Regions from separate parts of the Mus musculus genome. Here all the other regions are linked to region 1. Evidence: chromatin contacts called from public Hi-C, HiChIP or PLAC-seq and promoter capture Hi-C data. All regions are on one chromosome and are shown on one strand. The core of a region is the stretch at or near the end of the contact, and the rest is flanking DNA. Distances in the headings are between cores, read along the strand shown. Region 1 holds the start of Snrk (SNF related kinase). Region 2 has its middle 8.3 kb from the start of Gm35398. Region 3 holds the start of Ackr2 (atypical chemokine receptor 2). Region 4 holds the start of 1700048O20Rik (RIKEN cDNA 1700048O20 gene).

Evidence for each region. Promoter capture Hi-C pulls out the DNA fragments that hold promoters and counts their contacts. A called contact is a pair of places that touch in the nucleus more often than the background predicts. HiChIP or PLAC-seq counts read pairs in DNA pulled down with a chosen protein or histone mark.
Region 2: a contact with region 1 is called in a Hi-C map of muscle stem cells, with 3 times the contacts expected there. The contact joins the enhancer-like site here to the promoter of Snrk in region 1. A contact is called at or near these places in 4 of 39 promoter capture datasets (liver, maxillary cranial neural crest, neutrophils and 1 more), 1 of 484 Hi-C or Micro-C datasets (muscle stem cells) and 2 of 115 datasets of contacts at active chromatin or transcription factors (bone marrow-derived macrophages and pancreatic cancer cells).
Region 3: a contact with region 1 is called in a promoter capture Hi-C map of liver, with 4 times the contacts expected there. The contact joins the promoter of Ackr2 here to the promoter of Snrk in region 1. A contact is called at or near these places in 4 of 39 promoter capture datasets (hippocampal neurons, liver and trophoblast stem cells), 1 of 484 Hi-C or Micro-C datasets (liver) and 2 of 9 other capture datasets (adipose tissue and pancreatic islet).
Region 4: an H3K4me3 HiChIP or PLAC-seq map of the SCID.adh cell line shows a contact between it and region 1, with 10 read pairs. The contact joins the promoter of 1700048O20Rik here to the promoter of Snrk in region 1. A contact is called at or near these places in 2 of 39 promoter capture datasets (hippocampal neurons and neural stem cells), 3 of 484 Hi-C or Micro-C datasets (cortical neurons, liver and neural progenitor cells), 2 of 115 datasets of contacts at active chromatin or transcription factors (the SCID.adh cell line and memory CD8 T cells) and 2 of 9 other capture datasets (adipose tissue and pancreatic islet).

The regions. Positions count from the first base shown.
Region 1 is chr9:122,114,776-122,119,917 of GRCm38.p6, forward strand. It overlaps Snrk (SNF related kinase), which reads left to right and starts at 2,491. Exons shown (of 8, transcript NM_001357775.1): 1 at 2,491-2,632.
Region 2 is chr9:122,334,728-122,339,869 of GRCm38.p6, forward strand. No RefSeq gene overlaps it. Among named protein-coding and RNA genes, the nearest start is that of Gm35398, 8.3 kb to the right of the region's middle. Within about 2 kb of position 3,099, at least 83 of the 459 cell types and tissues checked have an H3K27ac peak or open chromatin away from gene starts, as enhancers often do. A contact at or near this core is called in bone marrow-derived macrophages, liver, muscle stem cells and 1 more, where this site is marked.
Region 3 is chr9:121,896,146-121,901,287 of GRCm38.p6, forward strand. It overlaps Ackr2 (atypical chemokine receptor 2), which reads left to right and starts at 2,210. Exons shown (of 4, transcript NM_001276719.1): 1 at 2,210-2,358.
Region 4 is chr9:121,934,186-121,939,327 of GRCm38.p6, forward strand. 1700048O20Rik (RIKEN cDNA 1700048O20 gene) reads left to right here and starts at 3,090. Exons shown (of 5, transcript NR_033553.1): 1 at 3,090-3,134; 2 at 3,791-3,977.

The DNA.
Region 1 (5,142 bases), core at 1,241-3,740:
ATTCACTTTAGTGGATAATCACTATCTGTTGCTTTAAAAATGTCTTTTTTTAACTTTTTTTTTTTTTTGTAACTGATGAAAAAAATAATAATGCCTGGATAAGGTGAGCTTGTTAAACACACTGCTTTCTAGGGTCAAGAAGCAAATGATGATTCTTCACTAATCTGCTTGGCTCTCACATCTTGATCTAATTTGTTGCCTCTTCCTGATTTTCATCCAATAAAGGACTTCTTCTTTAAATAGTTGCTACTTTGTTGCTTTTGAGATCTGAATCAGAGACTGTAACACAAGGCTGCAAGCTCCATCCTGTCATTTTGTAGCATGTATCTAATTAAGACTTCTTGCAGGTCCATAAAAAGACCCAATGTTAAGAAACCAGTGTGTATTAAAGAAAGCCTTGGGGAAGATCTGAGAAGGGGGTTTCTTCATTAAACTAAGCAAATTTGATTAAAAGCCAAGTAGAGTAATAATACCTTAATTTGTGTTTAAATATTTTAAAATATTGCTCAAGCATAATCATATCATGTTAACTAACACATTGAAGGTGTGGGGCTAAAATTGGGTCATCTTCTTCCCAGCATCACCCCAGCCTTGAGGGAAACCCTATAGATAAGAAAATGGCTGATAGCACTGCCTGTTCATCTCAGGAAGATAACCAAAGCATATTTCATTGAAATCAATTTATAAATTTGACTCACTTCAATGTATTGATTTGGTCAGAGTCTGAGTTACACAATAGCAACATAAACCCCATTTCAAGGGCTCATGTGCTGTAGCCACTGTCCTATGTTATGAATGTTCTTTCGGGGTACAAACTTGGCTACTGGACTTCCCTTGGGAGACCATTATAAGTGATGCTTTTATTCCTTCATTGGCCACAGTGTCCCTGACTAGTGACAGTTCCCAGAGGGCAAAGGTCTTTCAGCAAAAGAGCAGATTGTGCAAGACCTAGTTAGGAGCGGTTGCTCAATGTGTGTCTAAATTAGAATCTCCCTGGCAGAGCTTCTAAGATGGCTCAGCAGGTGGGGGTGCCTGCTGCCTCGATTGCTAATTCGAGTTCCATCCCTAGGACCCATGTGGTGTCAGACAAAGAGACAGAGCTTTCTCTTCTACAGGTTGACTTCTACATGGATGTTGAACATACACACACACACACACACACACACACACACACACATGTAAAAAAATAAGAAAGAGAGACATGAAGAAAGAAAAAGAAAACATTTCCACGTCAAATGACACTGTCCTTTCATGATCCTAAGTCAGGTGGGGCCTGCGTGAGCAGAGGCCAATGCTGGGGTTTTCCTATGTGCACTTTGCCACCCAGGGCTAAAGCATTAGGATAATTGAAGGTCTAAGCACACATTTCAGCAGAAGATCGAGACCACCTTCCCAGTCATTCTGCTTCCCAGCCATCTTCAGGCATGCGAAGTGGATGTTGTAGTATAAATAAATAAATAAATAAATAAACAAATAAATAAATGAAGGGAGGAAGGAAGAAGACTTGCCATTTTCTGACCAACAGAGATGGCAAAAGCCATTTAGATTTTTTTGTCCAGTCAGTTGAGTCAGGCTTGGACATGTAAGAAGCTCATTCTGCTTGTGTGTGTGTGTTTTTTCTTCTTCTGTGGATGCAGGAACACAGAAGGAAAAGTAGGGGAGAGAAACCTGGCACCTGGCTTCTTTTCAGGAGCCCCAGAGGACTAGTCTCCATGGCTCATTATCCTTCCAGGAGATAGAGCTGGGAGTTCCCTCCCTCTTGTCCTGCCACCACTAACATCCCTTTCTGAGTCATCTTGGAACAGAACCATGAACAGCCAAGTTAGTGCCTGCTGTGTACTTCTCCACGTTGTTTCTCAGAGGCTGCCTGGCCTGGCCAGTGACTTTTGACTCTAGAGGCAAGCCTGCATTCAGGTGTTGGGCTTTGCTTCTTTCTGCTTTAGTGGTAACAAAAGCAACAGAATTCTTCAAATGTATTCCCAGAGAGAAGAAAAAGTAAAGAAATGTGTATGTATATATATATATATGTGCATATGTGTATGCATGCTTGTGTATATATGATACACACACACACACACACACACACACACACACATATATATATATATATATATATATATATATATATATGCACGTGCATATGTATATTAATTTTGTTGTCTCTCATTGCTTCAAGCTAGATGGGAGATAGGGTGAACATTGATGGATAAAGCGCATGTGCTCCTTGCCCTCAGCCCCAAGATCTCTTCCAATATCCCCTGAAAGCTATAGCTCTAGCTGCTATGCCTGCTGCCGCTGTCCATCGTCCTGGCGCTTCCTTCTGCATAATCTCTATTCTTTCCAGAGTAGGATGTGCTCAGGCCAGGGCCAGGACGCCCTCCAGTAGACCCTGAGCTGGCCTGCAGGTGCGCCGGGTTAACCCCGCCCCGCCCGACCCAAGGCCCCGCCCTCACACAAGACCCCACCCCATCGCTTTCGTCACGATGACGCAAGGCCCGCGCCTGCGCAGCGCGGCCGCACCCCCGGCCGCCCGCTCGGTATTATGATTAGCCCTGGGTGCGGGGTTCCGGCGGCCGGGAGGGAGTTGTCGACGCCGCGGCCGCTGCGGACGGATGCCCGCCTGCCGGCTGAGGTAGGGCGAGCGCGGCGCGGGAGCGTGGGCCGGGTCTGCGCTTCTCCTCAGCGGCCGCCTTAGCGGGGCTGGGCTGGCGCCGCCGCAGGCGGAAAGTAAGTTGCGCGCTCGGCCCGGGGTGCCCTGCGCAGAGGACGCGGCCCGCGGCACCACCCCGGCCCCGAGCTCGCCCGGCCTGCGGGCTTCGCGCAGCCCGGCCCGGCCCTGCCCTTGCGGCCGCCGCGGGATTGCGGCAGCGCGGGAGTCGACGCGGCCCCGCGCCGCGCCCGCAGCGGGCCCCGGGCGACGCGAGATCCACGGGCCTCAGTTTCCCCGTGGGCCGCGAGTCCCGCTGCAGAGCCGGGCGGCCGCCGCCTCACGATAGCTCGGGGACGCGGTTGTCTACGGAGAAGGGCGCTCGGCTGCGGAAGGGGCAGCGGTGCGGCTCCCCGGGGACTGCTCGGATTTTTTCGCGTTAGGAGACGCTGTTCTTTTCCGTAGACATCGCCTGTTGATTTCTTTCCGAACCATTTGCAATAAAAACAAACACCTTGTTGCCTTTTGCTTGGACTCGGGAGCCAGGAGAGTGGCAGCCCTTTAAGCTTAGGCTTCCTCCAGCTGTGATGTTCTTAAACAGTGGGGTCAGCTACAACCTAGGAGCTTCGCTGTGAGTTCGGGTCGTGTATGCATTGGGGAATTTCTCTCCGGGGTTCCTAAGACTGTAGAAGTCAGAGGCTGTAGGGCCTCTGGGCTGTCAGGTTTCTTACTTTCCCTTCCGTTTAAATGAGCGTATTCTCCAAGTCTTAGGAGCCTTGGTGAAACCACCTGGATGCTTGAAGTGTTTTGTCAGGTTTAAGGTGAAGTAAGCGATGGACCTACAGGTGTACAGCTCTTTCTGCTGAGTTTCCAACAGATTCCTGTCCAGGGTCAAAAGGCTCAGTTTGGATTCTTTGTAGGGATTGGGACACTGTCCCAAATTGATCCCTAACTTATCACAGTTCGTATCGGTGCAGTCTGAAGCCCAGGTTGTCAAGGATTATGTAATCAACTTGTTAATTTCTAATCTTGTTACAGTGTTTTCCAGATTTATAAAACCATTCCCTTCAGAGAAATCTGTCTTCAGCGTCTGGTTAAATATTTCTCTTGGAATTGGGTTCTTGAAGACAATTCTGTATGTGTGTTAATTAAACATACTAATTAGACAAGTTTCTTTCAGAGAACATCAAATACATAGCAATTTTTCTGGCTGTCAGTGTAAAATTGACCCATTTTACAGACCTAGGGATGAAAGAAATTATATGACATTCCCAAGGTCACATAATGAAGCTGGGTTAAAAAAAAATCGAGGGCATAGCACTGACTTAATATTCCTGTCCTCAAAGCTTTCTGATCAGAAACTCTTAAGTGCCACTTTTTGACTTTTAAATTTTTGCACAGCTAGTTATTTTACTTTATGCAGAAATTTTCTTTTATCCTTTTATGCTCTTCTGAGTAAATTTTATAGTATTCTGAGTAAATTTTAATGAATAATTGCAGTATGACACATTTGATTAAACAATGATTCTCAACCTTCCTAGTGCTTGGACCAGTACATTTCCTCATGTTGTGGTGACTCCTAACCATAAAATTATTTTCATTGCTACTTCATAACTATAATTTTGGTGCTGTTATGAATCACAATGTAAATATCTGTGTTTTCTGATGGTCTAAGGTGACCCCCACGAAAGGGTCGTTTGAAAGCAAAGAGGTCGCAGCTCACAGTTGAGAGCTACTGGTTTAAAACATCCAAGAACTGGGAAGTTACACTGATTTTTATTTTTACTTCTATAGAGCAGACAGACATACAGATTAGGTCTTTATGTAGTGATCTTGTAACTTAATCACATAATCCTAAAAGGAAGCCTTTTAACTGTCCTTTAATTAAAATTGAAGGACATTTGTGTTGTTTTTACTGGGCATGTCTACACTAAAGTGAGGTTGCTTATCTCCTGTTGAAAGTGAAACTAACTAGAAAAGGCTATTTGGGGGATATAAGTGAGTGGCTATGATTCTAAGCACTGGTATTAAATAAAACATAATTTATTTCCTATTGCACCTTTCTGAGCATCAGTTCATTATACTGCCTAGGATGAAAAAAGGTATGTGAATTTTCTACACAGCCCGGATTTTCTGACTTAAACACATAGGTGAGAAATACTGAAGGCTTACTTTAACAGCATCCCAGCCACAAGATAGAATGTTTAGCTAAAACACATTTTTGTAGGAAAACTAACTCAGCACCAAGTAATATCAGTACTTGAGCATCAGAGATAGGAAGGATCAAAATTCAAGTCCAGCTTGGGCTACATAGTATGTGTGGCATCTCAGGAATAAAAGCACACACACAAACACACTCTCCTGAAACATGTGATCTCTCTCTCACAGACACACACACACTCACACTCCCAGCCCTGGGGAGGCTGAGATAAGGAGAATCATGAGTTCGAAACTGGCCTGGGTTTCGTAGCAAGTGCAAACATAGTAAGACCTTT
Region 2 (5,142 bases), core at 1,849-4,348, 220 kb after region 1:
CGCAGCAAGCAGGCGAAGGAGCAAGAGCAAGAGCTAGACTCCCTTCTTCCAATGTCCTTATATTGTCTCCAGCAGAAGGTGTAGCCCAGATTAAAGGTGTGTCCCACCACACCTTTAATCCCAGATGAAAGGCGTAGCCCAGATTAAAGGTGTGTTCCTTAAACTCGGAGATTCAATCTTCTGGAATCCATAGCCACTATGGCTTAAGATCTTCAAACCAAGATCCAGATAAGGATCTCCAAGCCTCCAGATAAGGGTCACTGGTGAGCCTTCCAATTCCGGATTGTAGTCATTCCAAATATAGTCAAGTTGACAACCAGGAATAACCACTACAACACCTAATAGTCAGGTGTTAGGTTAATGTTGTCCAAGTTTGGGATTTTTCATTCCACAATTACATGTGATTTTAGTGTTGTTGAGACAAGGCCCCACACAATCCAAGCTGGCCTGAAACTCATGAAGTAGTAGGGGATGACTGTGAGTGCCCTATCTATCCCCTCTCTGCCTCCACTCCTTGAGTGTTGGGATGATAGGCATGCCCCCACTGTGCCAAGCTCGCAGCACTGGGTAGGAATTTGTTTGGGAATGAGAATCACACATGACAGTAAGGATATGAATGTGGGTTTAAGAAGTTTACATGTTAAGGAAGGCTCATATTTAAAATACCACCATATTTCTGTCATACATTTAGGCACTTGAATTTAAACCCTGATTTGTATGCCTCCCAAAGTGCAAACTTTGGCTTTGGAATTCAAGCCATATTTCAAACATTAAAGAGAGAAAGAGAAATGCAAAAGAGAACATTTAATGTCTCTCCACTTCTCTCCCCTTGAATAAAAGCTAAACGGCTGAGATGATTTCAGAAAGCGGAGAAGGGAACTGTACTGTGGTGAGCATCTGGCAGCTCCATCTATGTCTAAGAGCTGAACTGGCTAAACCTGTATCAGTTTTCTGAAAACTGTTGAAATGGTTAAAATTACATATATGTGACCTGATTCTTTGTAAAACTCAGTTTGCTTGTGTGCACATGCAAATGCATTTGCACATACATGCAAACTGAATGTATTTGTGGTGGTGGTAGTTGAAGGTGTGTCTGGGCTGAGAATTGCCTTCCTATTGTTCAGCTTCCTCTCAGGCTCCTGATTGCTGGAATTGCAAATGTAAATAATGACAGCTAGCATGTTTTTTGTTTTTGCTTTTTTCCGAGACAGGGTTTCTCTGTATAGCCTTTGGCTATCCTGGAACTCACTTTGTAGACCAGGCTGGCCTCGAATTCAGAAATCCGCCTATCTCGGCCTCTCGAGTGCTGGGATTAAAGGCATGTGCCACCACTGCCCGGCTAGCTAGCTTGTTTTTATTTCTGTTGCTGTTATAGATTTATTTTCTAATCACATATGTGTGTGTATGTTTGTAAGTGGATAAGTGCAAGTGTGGGTGCTTGCAGAGGCTGGAGCTATCAGATGCCCTGGACCTGAAGTTGCAAGCAATTATGATCTGACATAGGTGTTAAGTCAGGTCCTCTAAAGAGCCTTATGCATTCTTAACTACCGAGCTCCCCAACCCCTCTTGTTTTCACTCACACACACACACACACACACACACACACACACACACACACACACACACGTGCACACACACACGCACACGCCCACACTTGCTATATAGCTCAGGCTAACCCAGGACTTGCTCTGCATCTCAGGCAGGTCTCACACTTACAGTCCTTCTGCCTCAGTCTTCTGAGGGGCTGGAGTTGCAGGTGTACAGATGCAGGAAATCATGAAGTTGGTCTGATCTAATTCATGATTCCCTACATCTGTACACACCCACACACAAACACACCTTGAACACATAGGGTTACACTATTTAGCTCTGGCTGGCCTAGAACTTGCTATGTAGACCAGGCTGGCTTTAAACTCACAGACACCCATCTAACTGTGCCTCCTGAGTGCCGGGATTAAAGGGATGCACCACAACACCACACCCTTTACCCCTTTTTATTCAATTTGAGACCCTTATCCAAGAAACAGTGCTATTTGCACTCAGGGAAGGTCTTCTCTGTCAAACCACTCTGAAAACAGAGTGATCTGGACTCTAAATCCAGTCAGGTTGGCAAGCAGAGGCAAACAGGAAGTTCTTACATAACCTGTCCCTCATTTGTGCTACCACAGCACTGCTGATGCCTGAGAGTGCAGGGAAGATTGGGAGTGGCTGAGAGGCTCGCTGGCTCTTTCTGAAGTCTGTGTGTTACCTGAAGATTCACTTTGGTCCTGTACATTTGATCTGTAGAATCATACAGAATGGTTTTGCTGCCTTAAAAAATGGTCTGTGGGATGTTGACTGGAGACTGAGAAGTGACCTCCATTTTTCCTCAGAACCAGTCTATAATAAATTCCCAGGTTTGCAGTGCGGCAGCACTAGATTTGGCTTCCCAGAATCCTCATGGTGGTTTGTAACCATCTGTAACTCTTGTTCCTTGGGATCCATCACCCTCTTCAAGCCTCAACTGGCAATGCATGCCTGTGGTACACAGACACACACTCAGGCAAAACACTCACATAAACAAAACTATACACACACATATAATAAAAAGACTTTAGATTGTGACTTCTGTTTAATATGAAGGGTGAGAAGCTGTCTTCACACTGTGTAATAAAGGATGAGTCAGGCTCTGTCTATCTATCTATCTATCTATCTATCTATCTATCTATCTATCTATCTATCGAGAGAACATGCCACTGTAAAGGGAATATAAAGCAGAATTAATGTTCAGCAGAGAGTGAAGAGAAACAGAACATAGTAAAAGAAGGAAGCTGCACAGGGCTCTAGCCAGTGGCTCCCCGTGGGCGGGCAGAGGCGCTTCTGGTGGGTGGGTCAGCAGGGGGGAGCTCTATTTTGCTCCAAGGATGACTCAGAGGCAGTGTCATCTGTGTGGGAATCTTTTGTTTAAAACCTAGCTACCCCGAGGGCCTAGGAGCAGGAACAGTCACAGATGTCAGGAGCCCGAGGGCAGGCAGCCTTCACACATCCCCTGGGGAGAGCCCGTTGCAGGAGAGCAGTACACCTTGGCAGCAGGCTCTGCTCAGGCAGTGACATAGGCAGGGGTGGCTTGAGGTTGATTTCATCACTTGAGAATAGCTTTGGACTTTGATCCATGAGCTGAGACCGGCCGATGTACTTACTGGACTTGCCTGTCTGTCCTCAAGTTCACTGCCGTGGAGACGAAAGCTCCCAAGATCCAGAAGATACTTGGTTTGCACAACTGTGTCCCTCCCTCTAACAGGGTGTTTAATGTTCAGCAGGCTCAGACAGATCTCAACCCAGTGGTTGCTTCTCCTTCTCCCAGGCCTGCCTGCCTTCAAGTTAGAATATTAGCAACCGTGGATATACACATGGGAGGATCTTGGAAGGGTAGGAGGATCTGCCTAGCCCACAAACTGCAAAACTAATGCTGGCTGGCAATGGTCCCTCACACTCAAAGTGGAGAAACTACTAAAATGAGGGCGGCTCTGGAGGATAACTGATGCTCTTTCAGCCCAGGCTCTGCAGCAGCACAGACTGTAAGACAGACAAATCCAGGACTGCAAATGAGGCCCCACACGTCCACATAGCAGGATCCAATTGTATTACTATTTTCCAAAAACCAAATTTCATCAGTTCACTGTTGTTTGTGGTGGCGGCGGCAGCAGTTGTGGTGGTGGCGTGTGTTGTGCCAGAGCATGGGCATGTGCATATCATGGTTCACATGAGTGTGGTGGTCGGTCAGGCACCAGCTTTCAGGAGTCAGTTTTCTCCTTCTACCATGGGTTCCAAGGGTAGAACTCAGATATAATTCCAAGGGTAGAACTCAGATATAATAACTCTGGTTTTCCTATCTGAGAGGTCTTAGGGACTGAGCTAATAGTCCTGATACCTAAGAAAAATTCCCAAATAGACCTGAATGGAAATCAAGCCAACAAATGCACAGACACATAAGAAAATGGGTATGGGGCATGTGCCTTTAATGTCAGCACTTGGGAGGTAGAATCCCTGTGAGTTTGAGACCAGCCAGATCATCAGAGTAAGCTCTAGTTCAACTAGGACTAAATTGAGAAACACTGTCCCAAAAACCAACAAGGAAAAAAAAAGAAAGAAAGAAAAGAAAATATCAAGGAAGCATGACTTTAGTTTTAAATAATAGTAATAATTTTAATTTATAATATTTTAAAACTTTGAATTAATAATTTTAATTAATAATAGTTTAAACTTCTAATTTATATTAATAATTTTTAACTTCTAAATTTCTAAGTTCAAAACACTGAAATGGATAAGATGCCAGAAGAGCAATTTAAAATTTTATTTGTAAAACTACCAATGCTTTCAAGGAGGATACAAATAAGAATATAAATGAAGTAAGTAAACTCAGGACACGAAGACAGTCTAAAACATGAATAAGAAAGTCAGTAAGAAGCCAGGCATGGTGGTGCACTCCTTTAATCCCAGCACTCGGGAGGCAGAGGCAGGTGGATTTCTGAGTTCGAGGCCAGCCTGGTCTATAAAGTGAGTTCCAGGACAGCTAGGGCTATAAAGAGAAACCCTGTCTCAAAAAACAAAACAAACAAATAAACAAACAAACAAAAAAGTCAGTAAGAAAATTAAGATTTTGAAGAGGAAAAAAGTACAAATGTTTGAATGAAAAATTTTAAGAGATGGTAGAAAACATCTTTAGACAAACAGAAGGAAGAGTGTGAGGGGAGAAGGATGAGGGAAAAACAAACACTAACCACAGGCATGACCACAACTTCCAGGAATTCTGGGATATGATCACGAATCCAAACTTAAGAATAACTTGACGATGTACCCTGGGGTCTTAAACAAGAGCAAGCCAAACCCTCAAACAATAGACAGGAGTGAATCTTAAAGATCAAGACCGATATTAGTAAAATAGAAAAGATTAAAGTAAAAAGACTCAAAAAGAGTTGTTTCTTTGAAAAAAAAATGGAAAAATGCTTAGCAAAAAGAAAACCAAAGAATGAGAGAAAAGGCCTAATTGAGAACAGATAAACATGAATACAGAAGCATCACAATAAATACCAACGGCATCAGAAGTCACCGGGGAATAGTTAAATAACCTACATAAAAAACCAAAGCCCTGGAAAATCTAGA
Region 3 (5,142 bases), core at 960-3,459, 220 kb before region 1:
AAGGGTGCTTGCCACCAAGCCTGACAGCTTGATTCTGACCTCTGGAACCCACATGGTGGAAGGAGAAAACAGTCTCACAAGTTGTCCTCTGACCTCACCTGCACACATACACATATGCACATGCACATGCACATACACACACATACACATACAAACACACAATACACATACAGACACACATATACACACATACACACACAAACACACACATGAACACATATACAAACACACCCATATACACACATACATACTCACATACACACCCATACATACACACATATACACACACAAATGCACACATAAACACATACTTATATACAAACATACACACATATACACACATACATACACACATACACACACATACATACACACATACACACACATACATACACACATATACACACAAACACATCACACACAAACACACATACATACATATACATGCACACACATACACACACATATATACACATATACACACATACACACACACAAACATACACACATTATTTTTTAAAAAGGAAATAAGTTGACTTAGCTTAGTGTTCAGAGGGTTCAAGTGTGTGGGGCCAGCATCTGACCCACTCTGGTGAGCGGCTTCAAGGCAGATGGCATGAAAGTACTGAGAACTTATCAGATGGCCAGGCAGGAAGCAGGAGCAAGAGCCCAGACAACTGAACTGATTCAGTAACAGCCCATGCTTGAAACCTTCCAGCACCAAAGCCTTCTAAGGTCACTGCCTCCCCTGAGACCTATTTCTTAAGGTCCCTCCTTCTCCTTTCCACAGCCGCCCTGGGGACTAAATATGCAGAATATAATATGGGGCATGTACAAACCACATCCAAACTGTGACACGTATTGGTTAGGTGATAGTCTGGGTCAGTGTTCTTTTACAGTCATTAGCTCTCTTGCTGTGTTTATGCGACACCAGCATTTGCGAAAGCTAGCTGACTTCTATATATGGATGCTGCTTCTAAAATTAGGTTTAAAATAAGCAAAGAGAGGGGTGGGTGAGGCCCTAGAACTTTAGCTGATCCCTGGGAGGGAAGCAGGCTCTGGGCTCTTGTGGAACACTCCCTGAGCCTTATTCTCTGATAACTGGTGTTTAGCGTCATGAAAGGTCTGGTCCTCCTCTGTCTGAGAGAAAACCCATCAGGTCTTGCCCTCCAGTCTGATAGTCTGTGGACTCAAGAGAAAGACAAATATCTAAGTTCATGTTCACTTCTCTTGTCTGAAGGACCAAAGCCGCCCTAAGCCCAGTGCTGACATGGGCCTGTAACCTCAGGGGCAGGTGGATGGTAAATTCAAATGGCAGCCTGAGCTACATACCAAGTCTGAGGTCACTGGACTACAAAGTGATATTCTTTCTATAAAAGAACATAAATATGGTGTGGTGGCACACACATATGCCCAGTATTAATGAGTTGGAAGCAGGAGGACAGCTTTGGCTATGTGAGACTGTCTGGACGATTAACCAACCAACCAACCAACCAACCAACCAACCAACCAATCAACCAACCAACGAAGACATCAGTCACTTCTAAGGTGTTAACTGTGGAGTGTGGGCTTGGTGCATGGCAAGCTCCAAGTGATCAGCAGGGCAGTCATTCTGGCACTACCAGGTATTATGGCTCCTTTGAAGGCAAAGCATTTGCCAAACAGAGCACTGACACATGGCTTGGTGGCCTGGACCACAGGAGAGAGGAGTCAGCCGAAGACTGCTGAGTGTACAGCCAGCAGCATATTGCACACCCACCCACACTGGTCCATCCATCCATCCATCCATCCATCCATCCATGCATGCATGCATGCATGCATTCATTCATTGCAGGCGAGTTCCCCAGTTGGTTGAGGGAGCAGATAACAAAACAGCTGGCAGAGCCACCTTGAGATGGTGGAAGAAGGGAGAGGAAGGATAGGGCAGGGAGCCTGGGAGACGAGGCTGCCACTTTGCTGACCCGTGTGCACAGACACAGCACAGTGGGGAATCCCACTGAGGGGGCCTAGACAGACAAAGGTGAATGCTGGGTAGAGTGCAGAAGATCAGCTAGGTGTCCAGAAAGCTGCAAGGTTGAGTTAGCTTGCTTGGCTCACTGCTGGGACATAGAGGACTGTGCTTTCCAGGGTTATTGGACTGCTCTTGGGGCACTCCTTCCTGGGGTGGGAGTCATTAGAGCTTGGCTCAGTGCAGCGGATGGGAGGACTTACCAGGGAAGAGCGACTTCCCCAACCCCAGGAAACCAGGATGTGTGTCCTGAGACTCCTGCTCACTCTGCACGTCCCTGAAGAAGAGACAACAGCCACTGGGCCCTCTCAGACTCCGGCGGATGTCCTGGGGCAAACAGTCTGGCTCTGGTAGGTCTGGCAGCCCTTGGGGAGGGTGGTGCTGCTCGGCGTCTACAGTGGTCCCGGTACCCAGGACCTGGGTACTGGGAGAGGGAGGCATGGAGCGATTTCCTCTCCAGGGAGAGCCCCCTCCCCTTCTTTGGGACCCTGCATTGTGAATTCCAAGGGTCAGATAGGGTCCATGGCCTCTCACCCAGGGCTGCGATTCACTCTGTCATCATCGTCGTCATCGTCGTTGCCTTCTCCTTCTCCTTCTCCTCCTCCTCCTCCTCCTCCTTCTTTTCTTTCTTTCTTTCTTTTTTATTTTTTGGTTTTTTGAGAAAGGGTTTCTCTGAATAACCCTAGCTGTTTTGGAACTTACTTTGTAGACCAGGCTGTCCTCAAACTCCGAAATCTGCCTGCCTCTGCCTCCCAAGTGCTAGGATTAAAGGCGTGTGCCACCACAGCCCAGCTCACTCTGTCTTCTTGCTGGAATTAGAGGCAAAAAAACTGGGTTTTGACAGTCCTACTAAGCCAGGCTCAGACTCCATTTCCCGGTATGGCAGGTAGGAAGGCAGGAGTAAAAAGCAGAGATAGATTTATTCAAATGTGGCTACACTGGAAGGGGCAGAGTAAAGGGGTCCAGTGACTCACTCCCCAGTTCATCTTTGGGGTCCTGACATGAAGCTTAGGTTTGAACAGAAGGTGAGAGGCTTGTATGGCTCAGCAGTCCCAGGCAAGGTCTTTTCCAGGTGAGAAACCTATGGCTCAGAGGAGTGGGTAGCCATCTGGGAAAGTGCTTTAGTCGTTTTCTATCTCTAGGGATGATAAAGGTGATTCGTTTTAAACTCAGGAAAATGGCAAGGAGGAGGTTTAAAAAACAAAACAAAACAAAGCAAACAAACAAACAAAAACAGGGAAGAGGCTGGAAACCCTGCGAGTGCCTGCTCTCCCATGTGGAGGGTTGTGCTGGGATCATGGCTGCTCCCTGGGAGGTTATCAGCACCAGGCATTTCAATGAAGCCAGGAACCCCTGAGGAATTCAGACTCAGGGAGTGTGGGTGGGTGGAGAGGTCCTATCACGCTGAGGACCAACTGTGGCTGCAGACGGGGCTCTGGGCACGAACAGAGAGGACTATGGACTTAGCATCATCTCCAACTTTTCTTGTGTCTATATAGTACATTCTACACTGGACATTTTACTTTTATTTATTTGTGTATGCGTGTGCTTGTGGAGGTCAGAGGTCAACCTCGGTGTCATTTTTTTTAGGCTTTTTTTTTTTTTTTTTTGAGACAGGGTCTTTCACTGGTCCAGAACCCACTTAACATTTTGAGGCTGGAGAGGGAGATGGCTTAGTGGTTAAAGGCACTTCTGGACGTCCCAGGTTCAGTTCCTGGAACTCAAATGGTAGCTTACTACTGTCTGTAACTATAGTTCCAGAGGATCTGACACCCTCTTATGGCCTCTGTGGCCATCAGGCACACATGTGGTACACATCCGTCAAACCAGGCAAAATATTCAGTTACATAAAATAAAAAAGAAGAAGAACATGCTAAAAGAGGAGAGCTTGGCATTGTGCACACCTGTAGTGCCAGTGCTGGGATACAGAAACGGGAGGACAGCAAGTGTGGCCAGCTCGCACTGCGAGTGAGGGAGACTTTGCTTCAACTAACAAAGTTAAGAGGATAGCCCATGATCCAGGCATGGAGACCAGAGCCCCAAGTGGCTCTGTCTGAGATGCGCCATGGTCCTGCATGCCCTGTGAAACTGGAACACCACCTCTTGCCTCACTGCCTTGGGGAGTACCTAGCCCCATGGAGACTTACCGAGATGGGTTACTGTTCTCAGCTAGACTTCCTCTAAATCTGTATGAGTAGACCTTGCACATCCAGGCTTACTGTGAAGCTCTTCTTAAGGGGACATTGAGGGTGTGGTGGTGGTGGTGGGGTAAGGAGGTTATTGGAAGAGTCCTTAACTCAGTGGACAGACAGACAGACACCAGCATGGCTGTGAAGAAACCAGAACCCCTGTTGCAGAGGTGGAGTCTCTTCCTGTCTGGTTCTGAGGATGGAGGTGGTTTGACAACACACACCTGCAGCCGAGGCTGTCGGACATGTGGCCACCAGTGCCCCTCTGGTGTTGTCTCGCCTCCCTAGGTGAGAGATCCTGGCACCTGTGAGTCCTTTAGCTAGGGGCTGAAAGGCAGCCTCTCAGTAGGAGCCTGTGCTATCTGTGGGGGGAAGGAAGGGCTGTGGCCTGGTAGTAGCTGGGTTCTGACATCGTGTCTTCAAAGCCCTTGCTGTGTGTCCTTGGGAATGTCACTTTCCATCTCTGTTCAGCCCTTCCCCAGGAGGCTCCTTGATTGTTTTGGGGCACCCCTAAGCCCACAGAGGGCAGTCTCATCAGGTCTTAGTGCCTCAGGTTTGAGTCAGAGGTCTTGACAGAGGCCTCTGGAAGCCACACAAAGAGACAATGACTAAGGATTTTAATGCATTAAAATCCCTTTCTGGGACACACTTGTTAGGGCCCAGGATTGACTGCAAGGATTATGGCAAGCTGAACCGGTAAGCCAACTATGCTGGACAGTGAAGCTGACTAGTGGGGTCCTGGTTTCCCCTGCAGGCTGGCTGGGCCTGGAGTTTCCAAAGCATCCCCAACACCCCCCAAACCCTGTCCCTGCATGGGTCATTCTATGTCCCCTTCCTAACTCCTCAGGTCAGAGGCAGTGAGTGGTTGCCTTTGCTGTGCCCCATGGGTGTTGGGCTTGTTTTCCCATCCGGGAACCATCAGCCCTTGAGGCATCTCCCAGTGAG
Region 4 (5,142 bases), core at 1,840-4,339, 180 kb before region 1:
CTATGATGTCTTCGAGGGCAATACCCCCTTCACAACTAGATCTTTAATCTTTCCCCTCTGCTCATCATCTATCCAGCACCCAGCCATTTATAAAAACAATGAGAAGATTTCCAGTCCCTAGTCCTTTAAGAACTCTTTCACCCCTGCCTAACAGACCCCACCTACCACCACACTCCCTCAGCCACTCTCTGCCTGCACTGTCCCCTTCCTCCCTCTGGCACCTACTATACCATTACTGTATTTGGATACAGTACAGTATTTGGATACAGGCAACTCAACCCAACTCATCACCACACCACATCACCACTGTCCCCTTCCTCCCTCTGGCACCTACTATACCATTACTGTATTTGGATACAGTACTGTATTTGGATACAGGCAACTCAACCCAACTCATCACCACATCTGTTGACTCAATGTTGTTCGAGGTTAAACTCCAGGTATACAAGGGCCCCTAATTTGTTCTTATACAACCTTCAACCCAACTTGAGGCTGTCCTATCTGGAGAATATTTCATCTTAAAATAAAAAAATGAGAGCACTGTCCAAGAAAACTGAGATGTATTCTCTCAGACATTTCTCATGTCTCCATACCCTTTTTTGTACTCTTGTCTCAGCTATTCAGGAGATTTCTTCTGTAGAACATCAACTTGTGTTTATCCCCCAGGTCTGGCATCTGTACTTCTGTTTTCCAATGTATGGACACTGAATTCCTCCCCAACGATCAAACCGAAATGATCTCCCTTTTTGCCTCAATTCTCTCCTCAACCCCAATCTCCTCCCACTGACGGCTCTTCTTGTCTCAGGCATCTCTTCTGTCCTTGGTGCAGACAGCTGGCATTTCCCCAACTCTCTTACTTCCAAAAGCTTTCCATGGCTGTTTCTGAAATCCCAGATGGAATAGCTGCCATTATCACAACCATCTGGAACCAAAGAGACTCACTGCAGGTGTCATTCTTAGAAATTACAGAGCCCTGAATCTTCTTCCGACAGAGAAAGAGAGTACCCATTTCTTCCTCCAGCAAGAGTGCTACTTCTCTATAAACCATCCCAGGGTAGACTGAGACATGGCAAGAAGATGGCACGCAGAACATCCAAACCCTGCCAGCATCCCACCTCGTAAGCACAATGGTTCAATGGGGGTGATGGCAACCCTGGCTGGCTACCCTTTTATTTATTCTCCTTATTTCCCTATTATTAGCCTTTGTATCCTGTCTTTCAAAAGCATATTTATTTTTATTTATGCGTATGTGTGGGTGTATCTGCATGTGTATGCACATATATGTATGGTGCCCCAGGAGGCTAGAAGACAGCACTGGAGACATAGACAGTTGTGAGCCACCTGACATGGGTTCTGGAAACTGAACTCTGTTCCTCTGCAAGAGCAGCAAGTGCTCTTAACTACCAAGTCATCTCTCCAGCACCTGAACCTGTGGTTTAAACTAACCCAGGGGTTGGAGCAGCAGTTAACAGAACTCGGTGCTTTTTCAGAGGACTGAGTTTTGGTTTCCCGTACCCACATGGCATCTAACAACCACCTGTAACTCCATTCCAAAGGACCTAATATTCTTTTCTGGCCTTTGTGGGCACTACATGCACACGGTGCACAGACATGCAGGTAAAACACCCGTACACATAAAATAATAAATGAGATATGGGCTATCTAAGCCCTTTGTCCTCTTCAGACTGAACCCCTTGATTCAGGACACCACCAAAAGTCATGGCAACAACATCTGGCTCCTCCAAAATCTCTAATTCCAAAATCTGTTCCATGGCAACATCCCAATTCAGCCCAAAGCAGCCCTCTGAAATCTATGCCTGAAGTCTGGCCCCATTGCTCTCCCAACCCATCACAAAACAAACGGCAGAAAATATCAGCTCTAGTGGCACCAAGTCACATTTAGTGACATCTTGTCCCCATGTGCCACACCTTAGCTGATGCCCTGATTCTTACCACCTGCCAGCTGAAATACCCTGCTCCGCAAACAGTGGCCTCACTGCAAGCTCAGCTCTCCTAGAAATGGCTAACCTCATTTTCTCATCTCTAGAGCCTCACATTACCTCTTTCCTGACCTGTAGACACAGGTCTATAAGTGAGGGGTGGGGGGAGGGCAGGTGCTCTGTGGAGTTGCTTATCCCTTGTCTCTGCATCTCTACTCTAACAAAGAAAAGTTGAGCATGAGTAAGAGATAGAACAGTATAAAGCTCAACCCCTCTCGGAGATATCAGAGGTGGCAGCAGGAGCCAGGCAAGCACGCCCATTGCTGGTGCTTGAGTCTGCATCTGGGAAGCCCAGTCTAAATAAGTCTACAAATTTTTTGCACCACTTTTTTTTTTTAATGTTAAATGTCTTTGTGGTACACAATGAGATCACTTAGTTCAAGCCTGGACTTCTGTTCAACTGGCCCTCAAGGTTTCTTGGAAGGCATCCATACTTTCTAAATGAATCCAGCCACATTCAGATCTTCCACACCTCTGACTCCTCCTATAGGTCCTTGTAAGTGGTTCTGCCCAGATGGCAGGGAAACCTGGGCCTTGGAAGCCCAGGAACCGCACAGTTCTGAGGGGGAAGGGTCAGGTATCCCAGTGGAAGGGAACCCTGAGACACGGCCGATAGGAAGCCTCCTCAGCAGAGGCATTGTAGCTCCCAGGGGAAGGTAGCCCTGCTCCACTTTCTCACTCGGTTCCATCTTTTTATTGCTTCTTGGCTTTTCCTGATGAGAGAGTCACGATAGGTGGAAAGTCTCATGAAAGAGATTTATTCAGGGTAAGGAGGGATGAATCCAGACATGGCTGGCTGCCCTCTGTTCCCAGAAGCAGACAGCAGAGAATTGGACAAAGGGCAGGGCTTATGTAGAATTTCTTAGGAGGCAAAGCTTTTCAGAGCAGAGATTTCCCGGATGAGGATTGGTGAGATTTCAAGTCCTGAGTTTGGGGAGCTCAGGGATTGGTGGGTTCTCCTGCTCAGGGATTGGTGGGTTCTCCTGCTCAGGGATTGGTGGGTTCTCCTGCTCAGTGATTGGTGGGTTCTCCTGCTCAGTGATTGGTGGCTTTTTTCCCCACCACCTTTTCCCTGCATTAGACCTATGGGTTAGGATGAGAGGTCCTTCCTGGCTGCAGGTGGCTTTGGTTGAGGTAGCATCTCTGTGGAACTGCTGGGGAGGTGGAGAGGAGGTGCTGCCACTGTGGACAGCTCCTGTGGGATAGATAGTTCCTAAGGCTGTAGGCTGAGGCAAGAAAGGTGTTGCCACCATAGACAACTCTTGAGGGACAGCTCCTGCTGATGGCGGGAAAGGGGATGAGCCTCCTGCAGACTGAGGAAATGTCCTCTTGCTGCCATTCTTTGACAGTTCCGGAGGGGCATCTTACTGGCTATAGGTTGGAGCAGGAAGGAGGGGCTGGCTGCCACTTGGACTGATTTGCAGAGTGCTTGCTTCTTCCAGACAGCTCCTGCTGAGGTGGGAAAGGAAATGTGCCACCTGTGTCAGTTGCAGGCAGAAGAGGTGTTGTGGAGACGTCATTTTTGACAGCTCCTGTGGGCATCTTGTAGGCTGGGACAGGAAGGAGGGGCGGGCCACCGCTTTGAGGGGTTTGTAGCGCTGCTTAGGAACTTCAGTTAGAAACAGAGAAAAGCAGCCTTGTATGGGTGAGCCATGTAGGGTGGGAAAATGTTTAGCATCTTCAATAGGGAGTCAGCCCTCCTGCTCCTAAGTTCACTTGGGCAGGTCCACTGCCCACTGCTCAGTGGAATAAACAACCTTTCTTCTTGCTCTTGCCTCCTCTCTGACGAGGTCGCTTTGTCAAGAAGCCTGACTCTCGCTAGACCACGCACAGCGCGATCAAGATTATGGGGTCCTCCAAGATTCCTAGAGAGACTCACAGAGGATTGGCCGGTCGGTGAGATGATGTATTTCCGGGCCAGGAATCTTTAAAACCTGAGAGCGTGGATGGTGAGAGGCCGTTAGAATCCCTCCGTAGGTGAGTGTGAGGAAACATGAGGAAGGCTTGGTTGGCATGGACCTGAGGGAGGGAAGGTGGTCCTCTTGGGCCCCAGGCTTGCCTACCGGGGTGCTGGAGAGAGGGGCGCGGTCTGAAATGGAAAGAGGGCGCTGTGGACGCGACGCCTGGGCGGGAAGAGGGCGCTGAGGGTCAAAGGCTTCTACAGCCTAACTACAGGGAGAGACATGGAGGCCCCAATGAGGCTGGGCAGGGAGGGTGACACCCGGGTCGGTGAGGAAGAGGCTTGGAGCAGAACAGCTTGAGATGCAGGCAGGAAGATTGTGCAGGAAAATGGCACAGTGGGCCTTAAGCAGGCGGACCTGAAGTGTAGGACAAGGCAGCGGAGGACATGGCATTTTTGTCAGGGTGTCTTCCATGACTTAAACCTTAGTGCTGCTGATTAGTGTGTTAATGTTAATTCCCAAAAAGGTATTTGTAAGAAAGCACCTAATGTGTGTTGGATCTAACAGTTTTCGATGTTTATATGAAAAATGTCTTGACTTAGCTCTTTGTACCGTCCTTTATACTCTTCATATTTTTATCTGTTAGATATCCATGCCACAGGCAGTTGTTCACATCTCAGGTATTATCTTCAAGCACAAATCTCGCCCATCCACTCCTCTGAACGACAGCAGGCTTACTTTCTAATTATTAAAGGATGAATTTACCCAGAGCAGAAAATATAACTAAGAAACGAGACTGCTTTGCTTCCCTGTACTAGAATATTTGAAATCATATTGTGAAGTTCATAGATTTCTTTAACAGGATAGTGTTTTCCTTCTCACTGCTACTGTTATAAAATTGAACAAATATACCACAATCTCTAGCCAGAAAACATAAAAATATTCCTAATAAACCACCTTTAAATTGTTTGACTTGCTTTACAAAAAAAGATAGTAATTATTATTAAGTAGCAAGGGGCTAGGCTGGTTCTTAGGTCTGTCAGTATTCACTGGATTTTATGTATACACTTATTCCTCTTGTATCTGTACCTTGCTGTTGTCTCTGGATTACTGAAATTATACTTTTAACAGTACAGGCTATCATTATACATTTCCTGGATGAACCTCTTCTCCATTGTGCCTGCCATCTCACTTTTGCTAAGACTAGAATTGCTACTGATAAGAAGTAACTGACGAATAAT